2 separate regions of the Mus musculus genome follow, and region 2 is linked to region 1. Evidence: chromatin contacts called from public HiCAR-type data. All regions are on one chromosome and are shown on one strand. Each heading gives the region's core, a stretch centred on a gene start, on an enhancer-like site or on the middle of the called end of the contact. The rest is flanking DNA. Distances are from core to core; before and after follow the strand shown. Region 1 overlaps Gm39799 (a long non-coding RNA gene). Region 2 overlaps Psmb7 (proteasome (prosome, macropain) subunit, beta type 7).

What was found. HiCAR-type assays count read pairs that join an accessible place to other places.
Region 2: a contact with region 1 is called in a HiCAR-type map of Th17 cells, with 2.4 times the contacts expected there. The contact joins two enhancer-like sites. A contact is called at or near these places in 1 of 39 promoter capture datasets (the C10 cell line), 3 of 484 Hi-C or Micro-C datasets (Th1 cells, embryonic stem cells and pancreatic cancer cells), 6 of 115 datasets of contacts at active chromatin or transcription factors (CD8 T cells, the HPC-7 cell line, Th17 cells and 3 more) and 1 of 9 other capture datasets (embryonic stem cells).

The regions. Positions count from the first base shown.
Region 1 is chr2:38,469,046-38,476,169 of GRCm38.p6, reverse strand. The region is part of intron 2 of Gm39799 (a long non-coding RNA gene); the gene reads left to right. Among named protein-coding and RNA genes, the nearest start is that of Gm25081, 7.7 kb to the left of the region's middle. Within about 2 kb of position 3,194, at least 81 of the 459 cell types and tissues checked have an H3K27ac peak or open chromatin away from gene starts, as enhancers often do. A contact at or near this core is called in Th1 cells and Th17 cells, where this site is marked.
Region 2 is chr2:38,606,639-38,613,762 of GRCm38.p6, reverse strand. Psmb7 (proteasome (prosome, macropain) subunit, beta type 7) reads left to right here. Exons shown (of 8, transcript NM_011187.1): 6 at 273-331. Among named protein-coding and RNA genes, the nearest start is that of Psmb7, 34 kb to the left of the region's middle. Within about 2 kb of position 3,417, at least 32 of the 459 cell types and tissues checked have an H3K27ac peak or open chromatin away from gene starts, as enhancers often do. A contact at or near this core is called in Th1 cells and Th17 cells, where this site is marked.

The DNA of each region.
Region 1 (7,124 bases), core at 1,945-4,444:
AGGACCTGAATTTAGATCTATAGCACTCGTGCAAAATCCAACATGGAGGCATGTTTGGATCCCAGTGCTGGGGAAGCAGAGTCAGATGGATCACAAACACCTGCCGGCTAGCCAGGTTAGCTGAATTGGTGAACTCCAGGTCCTGTGGATATGAGAGCTAGTTTTAAATTACTAACCTTCCAGAAGCCAGAATCATCTGAGAAGAGAATTTCAATTGAGGAATTATCTAGATCAGGTTGGCCTGTGGGTATGTCTTTGGAGAGTAGTCTTGACTGGCAATTAATCCAGTCCACTGTGGGCAGCATCATTCCCTAGGTTAAAGGGCCTTGGACTGTAGAAGAGTAAATAAGCATAGTGCAAGAAGAGAGAATGGCTGTATTAATTTATCTATGTTTTTGATTGTAGATATGATATGACTAGTTATTTTAGATCCTGCTTTAACTTTCCCTCAGTGATGAACTCAAACCCACCACTGCAAGCCAAATAAACCCTTTCCTTCCCTAAACTGCTTATTGTTTTGAGAGACCCTATCTCAGAAGACAAACTCTAATCTCAACACATGTGCACACACACACACACACACACACACACATGAACATGTATACATGTACACAAAGAATGATTACAAGAGAAAATTTACCTAGGTACATTATATATTACGTATTTATGTATATTATATAATGTATACTTATATAGTAATGACGTTATTATAGCAACAGAAATTAAGCCATGAAAAAGACATAGAGAAAGAATAAATGCAAATTACTAATTGAAATAGATAGGTCTGAAAAGGCTCTAGTTCTATAATTCCAGCGTTATGAAATCCTGGGAGAGACAAAACCATAGTGACAGTAAAATAGTCTGTGGCTGTCAGAGGTCGGACCCAGGGGACTTGGGCAGTGAATCTGATTTGCATGATGCTGTAATGACTGCTATTTACCATCAGGGGTTACTCATAATGAATATATTAAATTTGTATCCATTAGTCATTATATGTTTTTGTGACATATAGAACATGCAACCTGGTGGGTGGATCCCACATAAACGGTGGGCTTTAGTTAATGAGTGTGTTTCCATATTGCTTGTCAGCTGAAGCAAATACAACATGTAGTCAGAGATTAGTCAGTATGGGAATAGTGGGGTGGTGGCTGGGGGAATACCTAGGCATTCTATGTACCTCTTGGTCCTTTTCCTGTAAGCCTAAAGCTGTTCTTAAAGTCATCTCTAAGAACTTGAGCTTAAAATGCTTTTGGGCCACCGAGGCCGTGCAAGCCTAGTGACTTGAGTTTAATCCTTGATCATACAAAGGTGGAAGGGGAGAACTGACTCCATGAATTTGTCCTCAGACCTCTCCTGTCCTGTTCCATGACACTCTGCATCTCTATGTGCACAGTCACAATGATTAAAAGGAAACCTTCCTTTTTTCAAACCAACCTACTAAGTAACTAACTAACCGAAACTCATTGTATGTTTGTCTGTATAGTGTATGGCTGTGTAGACATTCCTCTCAGTGTGTATGTGTGTGCGTGTGTGTGTGTTTATACATCCTGTGTGTGTTGGGGGTGGGTATGCGTGTCTGTGCATCTGGAGACCAGAGGTTGATAGAGAATGTCTTACTCAGTTGCTCTGCATCTTATTCTTTGAGGCAAGATCTCTCACTGAACCTGGAGCTCATCAACTTGACAAGGCTGACTGGCTAGTGAGACCTAAGAATCCTTTCTCTCTCTGCCTTCCCAGACCTGGATTGCAGGCTCTACTGAGCTGGGGTTTTTTTTGTTTTTTTTTTTTTGTTTTTTTCAAGACAGGGTTTCTCTGTGTAGTCCTGGCTGTCCTGGAACTCACTGTGTAGACCAGGCTGGCCTCAAACTCAGAAATCTACCTGCCTCTGCCTCCCAAGTGTACTGAGCTGGTTTTATTTTACATGGCTGCTGAATCCTAACTCTCATCCTCAGGCCTGTGTCATGAGCACATTACCAACTGTACCATTTCCCCAGCCCTAGAATTAAAGCTCCAAGATATTAAACCAGAAAGGCTAGATGGAGGTCAGTACTGGACATTCCCTCAGGGTTGGAAGACATGTTAGCTATCATTCTGCTCAGAATTACTAACCACTGTTTTTTTGTATTTTTCTTTTGTTTTGTTTTTGTTTGCTTGCTTGGGATTGTTTTGTTTGTTTGTTTGGTTGGTTGGTTGGTTTTTTGTTTTTGTTTTGTTTTGTTTTGTTTTGTTTTGTTTTTTTGAGACAGGGTTTCTCTGTTTAGCCCTGGCTGTCCTGGAACTCACTTTGTAGACCAGGCTGGCCTCAAACTCAGAAATCCGCCTGCCTCTGCTTCCTGAGTGCTGGGATTAAAGGCGTGCGCCACCACGCCCGGCTACTTTGGTTTTTTGAGACAGGATTTCTTTGTGCAGTCTTGGCTGTAGTGGAATTAGCTCTGTAGACCAGGCTGGCCTTGAACTCACAGAGATCCATCTGTCTCTGCCTCTGGAGTACTCTAACTGATTGAAGTCATGTGTCACCACCGCCTGGCTTAGCATTTTTATTTTATTTTTTTAAACCTCTAGGAAAAATTAAGGATTTCCCCCAAATACATACAAAGCTCATCATCCTTAAATTGTGCTTTAAAAGACCAGAGTAAGTGGGGTGGGAGCAGGGGCTTCCTGGAGTGTGGGTGAGGGTGGGGGCCTTGACTGTGCCTGTTCCCACTCTTCAGCTAGTTACACTGGGGCATGGGAATTTTGTGGTATGAACCAATGTTGCTGATTTAGCCCACATAAAACTGGTCCTGGTTGGCTCTACTTGTTATCCAGTCTTGGCACTGTATTGGTAAATAGAGTAAATGTGATATCTGTAAAATATGATAAGGTGAGGGCTGAGCCAATCACCTCGGGGCAGATGGACTGGAAGTCAATGAAGGCATTTACTAGGGAAATACAGTAATGGCAGAACTTAAGCAGAAGGGAAGAACTAAATGGGGGAGATGTTAGTGTGAGGGGATTTCACAGAGGAAGGTGACTGTGGCCAGGCTAGGTCACACAGTTACTTGTGGTGGCATAGAAAGGCTTCTTATTCTTGTCCCCTTCCTGTCACTTGCTCATGAATGAATCCATTTCTACTGAGTGTCACATGCTCTGAACACTGCCATCAAAGGTTTCCTTCCTGTGCACACATGTGGGGTGACCCTTCACACACTGAGCATGTTTGCTGAATGCAAGCACATGCCTTGATGAATCAGCAGCCCTCATAGAGTTCACTGTACAGTGATTTACTATGTAGTGGCTCACCATCTCCATACTTCTGTTTTCTTTTCTGTGAAATGGAGGAATAGAACAGCAGTCACCTAACATATTGTCAAGATGAAATGACTAAGTAGCATGCAAAGTGCATAGGCATTGTAAGGTCACAACACCTACTTAGCCCTACTCCACCCCCACAGAGATAAAGATTAAACCCAAGGACTTGCATATGTCAGGCAATTACCCACAGCTTCTAGGCCCTTTAGCAGGGCAACTTGAAGGTGTGTATGCATGTGTGTGTGCGTGTGTGTACTCTCATGTGCATGCGTGAGCACATGTGTTTGTGTACCCACGTGGTGTACAAGGATGAATGTGTGACTGTGCATGTGTTCATGTCTATGCATATCTGTGCATGTGTGTGTATATGTGTGTGTGTATGTGTGTTTGACCTTGGTTGCATGGTTCTTTAGTGTGAAGTTTTTAGATGACCAAGTCACGTCTCAATGTCAAAAGATTAGACATGACAGGTGATACAACAGACCCACTCTCCAACTTGATTTCTGCCCTCTGTCTAGTTACCCTCTAGGCTGGGTATAGACACTGTATGAGCCACATTAGCAGTTACTCTGGAAAGTGAAATCTGGAGGATGGCACCTGACTAAGAAGTCCCAGGTCCCACAGGCCAGCTGGCAGAGCCCAGAGCTTGTCTCCATTGCTCTCTCCACAGGTCTGTTCTGTCCCCGTGACTTGACTGGTCCTTGGTCTCTCACTGTTTGGTGTCTTGCCTGGCCCTCAGACTTACAGCCCAGACTTTTCCTGGAAAACCCCAAGCATTGTCACCTTCGTCCTCCCAATTCTGTGGCGGAGAGACAGAATTAGAACTTGCCTCGTGGTACGAAGTTGTGGCAATGACTGTAGAAGAATGACTTTCAACTTCTAGGAACCGACCCTGACAATCAGATAAGGCAAGCACTGAGTCACTGGCAGAGGCCACATCAGTGGAGATTTCAATTGTGTGTGTGTGTGTGTGTGTGTGTGTGTGTGTGTGTGTGTGTAGGATGCAGAGGCCCCTGGTTCCACTTCCTCCCTGGGAGGCCCAGACCCTTCAATACTGTTTCTGTGCTGAGATGGGAAGGAAGCACTCACCCAGCAGGTGACAATCCAGACCAGCTGGGATGTGCTGCTAGATTAGGTCCTAAAATATCACAGCTGTGAGAACCCAGATTTTTGTTTTGCAGATGATAAAACTATTCAGAGAAATCAAGGACTTGTCCAACTTTCCCAGACAAGCTTAAAAAATAATTGGGCCTTAAACTCAGGGATCCCGGAAGATCACCACATGGCTCCCAATAAGTGTTTTTTCCCAAGTCCTGAGCCTCAGCCACTGTCCTGAGGTTCAAATGATCATGGACAAAAGGGGGAGACCAGAGTTGGAACTGCAGTCAAAACCCATGTTTGACCAGGTCCTGCTGGTCATTCTTTGTCCTTCTGGATGGCTCTCAACATCACTTTTCTAAGACCCTACTCCTCTATGTAAAGCGCTGGGAGCCATATTGTCTCTCCTCTCTCTCATCTCTTGATAACAGTTGGTTAGACTTGAAATGGACCTAGATTCCAGCTGTTCCCTGGGCATTGGGATGCAGAAGTGCTGGGCTTCCTTCCTGGCTGGGTATTTGAAGTGAGATATGCGGCTTGGACTGAGGTGGCTGTATTTGGCCAGATTCAAATGGAACAGCAGAGCAAAGTCCAGGTCACAAGCTTATAAGGGGAAGGGACAGGGTAAGAGACCATGGCACAGACAAACCATGGAGGAGAGGAAGAGAGATTAGGAGAGAGAGACAGACAGACAGAAAGATAGGATAAGGAACAGACAAGCAAGCAGGCTTGATCTTGTTCCTGAACTAGGGAGGTATAGAGGCAGAGAAGAAATAAATTAAGAAGGGAGGGATAGAGAAAGAGAGACAAACACCATTAGTCTAATGACCCTAATCAGCAAGATCAACAGACGTGGATTAAATATTTGTAAAAGAAAATCCCACATCTGTAGTGAACACTTTCAACTTCTTTCTCTCCATTATTTTTGTTTGTTTTGTTTCTGAGACAAGGCTTGTCTGTGTGACCCTGGCTGTCATGAAACTCACTGTGTAGACCAGGCTGGCCTCAAACTCACAGAGATCTCTACCTGCTTCTGCCTCCTGAGTGTTGGGATTAAAGGCATGTGCCACCATGGCCAAGGCATTATTTCCTAAACCACACAGCCTACCTATGCTGTGTATGGAACTCACAGTTTTGGGTGTGAGTAGTTATGTCGAGGTGGTTTACAGTGTTCAGAAGGCTGGATGTGGGGGAGTGTGCCTATAATCCCAGCACTGTGGAAACACAGGCAGGAGAAATAGTGCAGAGAATCTAAGCTACATCTTAGGGTGGCATCACTCACAAGGTGCTGGTTTTGCGAACACACAGAATGCAAGAGTAAGATAGCTATAGGAGCTTGCACTAAGGTTCTGGAAAGCCCTGGAGGCCAAGCGATGTGCAGGAGGATGAGAGTCACTGCCTGGTTCATAAGCAGACACCTGTGCGGGTGTAGCTTGTGTTTCCCAAGGAAAGCTGCCTTTTCTGCATGATGGATTTTATCCCTCAAACCTTAAGGATAAGTAACTCCTTTCTCCCTTAAATTGTTTCTTGGTGGGGCTGATGGGGTGTGTATGCCCCCACCCCCATCCCCAGAATCTTAGGCCCTGCCTCTGCCTAAGGCTATCATTGGCCACAGGGCTGTGCTCAGCTCTGGCTGGGTCATGCTAACAGTCCTGGGGGCCAGTGCCCCAGAAGTACATCAGCTACTTGGTCCAGAGTCTATGCAGTTCCACCTGACCTCCCTCCTTCCTAGAGTTTTCTGGAGGGCTTGAACTAAAATTGCTCTTTGGTCCAATCTCTGCTCCTCAGTACACTACAGTTGCCCCCTCCCGGCTCCTGCTTCCTACTAACATCTCTGGTGATCAACACCTCACAACAGCCACACTCACAGTTTCTTTCTGGAACAACTTCATCAATGACAGGGACACAATAGACAGGGGTTGTCAGAGGTACCATACAGATGAAAAATGTCAGGGTTCAGGGATGGATTCAAACAGACATGATTGTGTGTGGGGGGGTACTTTTCCAAAACATGAACCCTGGGTCAGACTGTCTGCTATTGAGTGACATCTCTGCCCTTATTGGGAACCAAGATGTAACCTCTGCCTACTTTAGTGGGTTTTTTTTCTTCTGTTTTTTTGGGCTTTTGGTTTGGTTTGGTTTGGTTTGGTTTGGTTTTTTGGTTTTTTTTTGTTTTTTTTGTTTTTGTTTTTTTGTTTTTAGTATAGAACAGAGTTTATTAGGGCATGGAGAGGGGAGTCACAATGGTAGTAGAGGCAGAGAAAGGCAGAGAGAGTAGAGGAGTAAAGGCCAGCCATGAGCACAAGGGGGAGTGGAGGAAGGAACGGAGTGGGAGCAAAAAGGGAAGAACAAGAGAGGAACAAGAGAGTAAGAGCTAGTGTTTGGTTTTGGGTTTTTTTTTTTTTTTACATTTTATTTGTGTTTATTTATTTATTGTCACGTGCATTGGTGTTTTGTGAACTGCCATGTGGATACTGGGAAGTGAATCCAGGTCCTCTGGAAGAACATTCTGTGCTCTTAATCACTGAGCCACCTCTCCAATATTTATTTATTTATTTATTTATTTATTTATTTAAAGGCAAGGTCTTGCTATGCGGCCCTAGCTGTCTGGCACTTGCTCTGTAGACCAGAGTCTGCCTCTGTATCTTCACTGGTAAGATGGAGATCATAACAACTGCCCTGAGGCTGTCCTGAAGGAGGGGGTGATGTCAAAACGCTTAATCAGCAAGTGTTAG
Region 2 (7,124 bases), core at 2,168-4,667, 140 kb before region 1:
ACATTTCACTGCGACTGATGCCAGTCATCAGACTTTTGGCCCGGCCAGTGATTGGAGTGCCAGTTGCAGAGTTAGCTGACCCAGTAGTAAGTGGCTCCAGACTTTGGAAGAACACTGACTTTTGCTTGGATGTGGCCTCTAGACTTGACACTTACATTACACTTGAATGTGACACTGGGCATGTTTGACTATTTTTGCTGCCCCAAGGTAAACTCAAGATGGAGAAGCTGAGTGTTGGTAAAATACTCTAAAAGTGCATCTTTTTCTTACAGGTTCTGGCTCCTTGGCAGCAATGGCTGTGTTTGAAGATAAGTTTAGGCCAGATATGGAGGTATGTAAGCTCCTGCAGTTTAACTTCTTTTAGATGTTTTCCCAGTTGTGTGTCAAACATTTACAAATTGATTCCTCTTCCAGAGCTTGCACAACACTGTCGTTTGGTGGGCTGTGTTTGGCACAGGTTTGTTGAGGAGACCTGCTTCTTGGGGAACATCCTCTGTGGTGGCCCTGTTGTGTTCTGCCTCAGGCTTGAGAAGCCAGTGCGGTTCGGCTTCTCTGGGCTCTGGGCTCTCAGGCTTCTTGCAGGGTAGGATATTTTCCTGTGTACTGAGATTTCTGTGTCAGGATACCACTAAAAATAGAGCAACTATGTATGTCTTTCATGTCACACAGACCTGACCTAAAAATGGGTCAGTTTTTAAAATTTCTGTGGACTTTCCAGTCTCTGGCAGAGTGGGGACAAAATTATGTTCACTCTCAGGGTGTTATGGATCTAATGTCCCAAATGTATTTGTAAGGGATTGTTTCACTATATTTTCTTTGGTATTAGAAGAGATAGAATCTTATGAAAGACATTTGGCCTATCTACTTTAATGATACATGCATTTACCATGAAAACCTCCCCAAAGAAATCCCTCTTGCTGCTTCTAAAGGTCGATGTCCTGGGTGTCTGTGGTACCAATGTTACTCGACCTACGCCCGGCCCATCCCCAGCTGCACGTTCCCTGAGCCAGTGCTGAGCAGGAGGCCTGAGGGCAGTCTTCCGCTGTTTCTACTTGATGTCTTCATTGTTAACTTTTTGGTAGTGTCAACTCTTTTCATAGGTAAACAGTTTAGGAGTGGTTTTACCCCATCTTTTCTGTCCTTTCTGATTTTGAAAGTATTTTGTTTAGAATTTCAGGGATAGAAAGACATTGGTGAGAATTAACTTTTTGACAGTGTTTTGTGCCTGATCTTCTTTGAGGGAAGATGGCCTATTAAAAATATTTCGTTCTTCGTTCTGCCATTGTCATCGGAGCAGTAAATATTGTGGCGTTCCAAAGCTCTCTTTGCCCTTTAGGTTTGGGCCAGCTTTTATGAGCGAGGACTTGGGCTTGTAGTACTGATCAGCCAGGACAGGTGTCTCCTTCCTGTGCCTTTGGAACGTGAGGCTAACACACAAGCGATATGTTCTATGAGCTCCATCTCTTTCTCTCTTAGTTACAGGAATTACATGTAGAATCTAGGTAGATATTTTCTGTTAAAAATCTGAACTCCAATTAAGAAGAATAAACAGGGCCAAGTGTAAAACTGTAAATGAAATTGGAATTTTGTTCTCATTTCTCAGTGTGAAATTTATTCCTATATCAGCATTATTTTTTGTTTGGTGTACTTAAATACATAGAGAAAAATTATGTATGCTAGGTCACTTAAGAAGGAAAGGAACCAAAACTAAGACCTCTAGTTTTCTACAGAAGAAAGGCTTAATGTCAAGCACCTCTTTAAACCACATTAATCTTTTCAGACTTTCTTGGAAGTTTTGTCTTTGCCAACTAATTAGACTCTCCATATATTAAAGAAAACTGAGAATTGCAGAAAGAGTTAAAGTCTGAGGCATGTTAGAAGTGATTTAATTTTCCACTAAAGTAATTTTTATACTGTGTCAAGTCTGAACTCTTAAATAGTTCAAAGGTAGATGTGATAAATAGTTCAAAGGTGGATGTGATTTGGAGAGAAGAGGGAAATATCAGCCTCCCTTCAGTAAAAGTTGGGATTTTTATCATTCTAAAGAGAGCATTTCTTAGATTTAGTATGCCTGTATTTGAAACATTTAATGTTCTTCTACATTACCCGTGAGACCCCGAGACAGGTTGAAATAATTCCCATTGTATAAATTTATAATTTTAGGTTGAAATTTAACACTGCCAATTAGTGAAAATCACTATAAAGCCCAAATGATAGTCTTAACAACTGCTAGTAGATAATACTATAAAAATTTGCATTCATGTTAATAGATACTTAGAAAAAATACATCTTGCTTTGGGAGCGTGGCTTTAGTAGTAGAGCACTTCCCTACCGTGAGGCCCCAAGACTGTCCCCTACTTACCCCATAGTACACAGGTGACATTATTTTAAGTATGTCAATTAAATAAAAAACATCAGTAAAGCTGTTTTCATGTTGTCCTATTTAAAATGCACTCTAAGAAGTTTTGCCAGGCAGTTATGGTGCACGCCATAACTGGGAGGTAGAGGCAGGTGGATCTACAGAGTGAGTTCCAGGATAGCCAGGGCTATGCAGAGAAATCGGTTTCAGAAAACAAAACAAAACAAAAAACCAAAAAACAACAAGGAAAGTTTACTGCGGAAACTCCATTCAGTCTCAGGTCTTGAATTTGTCATTTGTGTATTGCGCTATTTTTCTGCCTTGTCCATGTACCACCTAGGCTATTACTTTTCTCTAAAACATTCTTTATTTTAACAGTAAATTGATAAGAGTTTACATGTATAAAATGCACTGGAGTAGTCACAGTCAATGAGTCTTAGCATTGTGATCACAGGTAGCTGTCATTAAATCAAAACGTTGACATTTCTTTGCCTCCAGTGTCCCTTAAACTCAGCGTGTTCTTGAGCTTTCCCATGGCCTCTTATTTTGTCTTCGATTTGCTGTCTAGATGTAGTTACGTAGTTAGCATCAAGAAATCCTGGGTATTATGTGCTTGTTCTAATGTTCTCTAAGATGCCAGAAAGTGAGTGTGTGCTATTTATAAAAAAGTATCAGCTTAACATAAACCCAGTTGAGTACTGGGGACAGAAGAACACTGGGGACAGAGGTCACTTCAGCTATCTTGTCTGTTCATTTTCTTACTTGCTGTTGATTTCTGATTTTTGTTGTCCACCAATGGCCCTCAGGGATTTCTTATCAATGTATGTCTCTGTGCTCCATCTTAACCTCTTGTTCTCCATGTTTGGTGGCTGTTTTTAGGGGCATCTTTCCCACTTGTCAAGGACTGGGAGCACCTTGAGTGCAAGAGATGACAGGAGAAACTCTGTTCTTCAGCTTCCAGCTCTCAGTAGTACTTGTTTGTCAAGGCAGGAGGACCATGAGCTAAAGCTAAATCTGAGTCATCAAAAACCACCTGACGACCCAAAGGGACTTTCTTTCCTTTCTGTCTGGAAAGTTCAGAATGTACTTTTGAGACAACAGGAAGGCTGGCAGCACGCTTCTCTACAGTGCTAGAGACATGCCATTAAGTACTCTGGGGCAGAAGATGGGGCACAGGGCAAGCAAGTGCTCATTGAGAAGGAACAGTCCAGAAAAGCTGCTGTCAACCCAGCAGGGACTTTTAAGCACCCTGAGATGGGCCTCTGCTATCTATTGTAGGTCGTCTGAGCCTTGGGCTTGCCTTCATTGAGTTTCAGAGAAACAAGTAGCTAGCCAGCGAACGCTTATGTAAGAAACCTGATAGTGATTGTTATCCACGGATAGCTGGATGGGGGCTCTAGTGTTAATCATACTGTGGCTTTTCAGATCATTTTCCATTCAGTTTTAAGGAATGTGACTAAAGTACCTGGAAATATTATGTTAGTCCAAGAAGTGCAGACTTGGCCTTGGGGTGAGAAAGAATGAAGCTCTTGGACGGTTAACTTAGGGCACCTCTCCTTCTAGTCCCTTTCTCTATAAGAAGGAATGTTTTCATTTGACCCGGTGAGAAATTTCAACTCTTGAAGATTACAATTCATTAAAATGGGTAGAAGATTAATATTTAGTCTGTCAAGATCAATACTGTCCCCTCTTTGCACTAATTGTCAGAATACTGTGCGAAGGCCGCCGAAGGCTAGCGGTGTGCGGCAGGACCCTGACATCACAGGGAGTGGATTCAAAGGCAAACTGTCCTGCACCCTCTGGTATCGACTTGCAAATTAGCATCTGGAATCTAATTAAACAAGCTTAATGAAAGCAGCAGCTGAATGCTGCTGGAGAAGACAGTCGCCCCCCCCCCCCCCAATACGTATTCTGTGCCGTTGGAGCTGGTCACCAAACACATTGTGAGCACAGTTTAAAAATTAGCATTTATTTGAAGAATAGAAACTGTTTTCATTCTGTTATGCGTTTGGCATGCTCTGACGTCCCATGAGAGCCATGCCACAGCAGATAGTGCACAATATTTATAAATCTATGACAGGCAATAATAGCAACTTGAAAAATTCTTTTGCTAGAATCTCAAGTTGAGAGCTGCCAAAAGCTGAGAGGATCAGATCTGCAGTGGCAGCTGCGTGCCCTACAGTTAGAATTCTAGACTTTGAAGATGCTCAACTTAAAGCAATGAAGACTGCAGGCTTAGCCAATTTTTGCAGGTTTCTAGAGCTCTGGCTCTCTGCCTTTTGAAGATGACTTGCTGAAGCTTCTACCACTGCCTGAGGCATGCTAACACCAGCGGGATCCTTCCCCCAGTCTTAGTGTGGCTTCAGTTTTAAGTAGCACGTGCTTTGTCAGTGCCCACTGTGATGGCCCTTTCTCTGGTTGCAGGAGCGAGTGATGAGCTCTTACCCTGTCCCCTTCAGAGGGAAAGTAGGAAGATAGATGGTGATGCATACAAGTGCCACTTCAGCCAGCTGATTTATGGAGTCATATTTCATTTCTCGACCAGTGCTGGCCTCTAGAGAAGCCCTTGCAGATTGCTAAAGATGTGAGCAGCTATCGCCCTAAAGGCTTGTGGTTATCTCACAAACGTGATGCCAAACACCTAGCTCCTGAAGAAACAGGATTAATCTGTCATTGTGGGCAGCTATAGATCCATTTAAATAATGGAAGACTTGATATCAATATGCTGCTCTGACAGCAAATCTTAGAAGTGATTGTGTGTGTGTGTGTGTGTGTGTGTGTGTGTGTATGTGTGTGAGTGTGTGTGTGTGTGTGTGAGTGTGTGTGTGTGTGTGTGTGTGTGAGTGTGTGTGTGTGTGTGTGTGTGTGAGTGTGTGTGTGTGTAACAGAAGCAAAGCTGCAGACTTCATATCTTCTGTGCAGAGGGACAGTAGTGGCAGAAATCTGCATTATTTAATTCAAAAAAATCTGTTGCGTTTATCATTAGGATGGTCCCAGAGGGAAATGAACATAAGTTCAGTATGGTTGTGGCTTAGGTGCTGGAGGACTAGACTAGGCTGTTGGTCTGTTTTTACTGCACTTACATCATGGCTCCCAATGCATGTCTGCAAGCTAAGTTTCAGAGACCTACCGGTAGTTCGCTGAGAGGATTAGATGTAGGCAATAAAACGCCTTCTATGACAGTGTATACAAAATTGGCTTTCTAAAACATGGTGAATGTCTTCTGGTTAGTAGTAGGTTGAAAATGTCACATAGCAGCCACTAAGAGGATCTCACACTAGACAGTAGTTTATGGTGTAGAGAGGTAAGAGCCTTCCTTCCCATATGAAAGCTCACAGAGAGTCCTGTGTGGTAGACCTGAGTATAGCACAAGTCTGTCATGGAAGTGTTGCTTTTGGGGGAGGATAGTGAATGAGGTGGCTGTAGTTTGAGCCGTTTACTGGAGGTCAGTGTTTTGTAATCTACCCTGTGAGGGAAGGAAAACCAGCTGTAAGAAAATCAGTAACCTGTGTGAGGTTACACACATGGCTACAGCAATGAGGTCAGAATATGAACTTTTACCAGTCTGACTTTGGAGTTGTTTTGCTGGAATCAACTACTGTGTTGTTCTGTCTCTTGGCTCAGTGTGTAATTCTCTGACAAAAGAGTGGAAGATGTGTTACTCCTGGGCCAGTTCAGAGTGTTCCTTTCCACTGGCTAGGTCTTGTGAAGACAGCAGAAAGCCAGGCATATGTCAGAGGGGGGCACACAAACATCAACCTACTTGTCTGGTGAGCTCAGCCACACAGGAGGGAGCCCATAGCAGGAGGGGCAGGGGAAAGAGGGGGAAATACATTTGGCTATTTGTTTTTGTTTTTGGTTTTGGTTTATTTTTTTGAGACTCGGTTTCTCTGTGAAGAAACCTTGACTGTCCTGGAATTCACTCTGTAGACCAGGCTGGCCTCAAACTCAGAAATCCGCCTGCCTCTGCCTCCTGAGTGCTGGGATTAAAGGCTTGTGCCACCTCTGCCCTGCTTCTTTTCTTAGATTGTAAAACTTTTTGGTTTTCTTTTCCTTGTTTTCATCCTTCTGTGGGCTTCTCCCCTGAGTTTTCTGATGATGTTTGTTTACACCAGAGTTGTTTTCTCTAGATGGCTGATGCACAGATGACATCATTCACCTCAGATTTAGTGATGAGACTAAGAGCTCTTTAAATGCTGGTGAGTGGCATTTGTCCATTTGAGGCAAGTCACAAATAACTGGAACAGGAAAAAAAATAAGCAAAGCAAGGCTATTGCATTTGAATAATGAGGTGCTCGCTCTTCCCCAACTGCCAAAACTTTTTCATCTTCGTCAACAATTGTTCTGTCCGCCATCCTATTTAGGTCGCATCTGTGGACTCTGAGCTCAGGACCCTGACAAGCAGCATATGAATTCTGTATTCATTAGTGATCTTGATCCTAATGCCTCTGTCCCTGCCACAGGGGCTCAGGTGTGGAAGCTGCTGGTTCATTCTCCCAGCTGACACCAAGAGGTTTAATGACTCTATAGGAAGGTGACCACTGACTGGGAAGTTTGCTGGCAGAATCCACACCACAGAGAGTGGTGATCAAGGAGGACTATGGGTGTTTAGCAGAGCACCTTCCTGTGCAGCTTGAACCCCATTGACATAAAACACAGTTTTAAGTAAATGCAATTAAAAAAAAAAGGCCTGGCCTTAAATGGTAGAAATGGTCTAGCTTAGTGAGCTTCACTTGCCTTCGTTTTTCAGATTTCGATTTTTAAG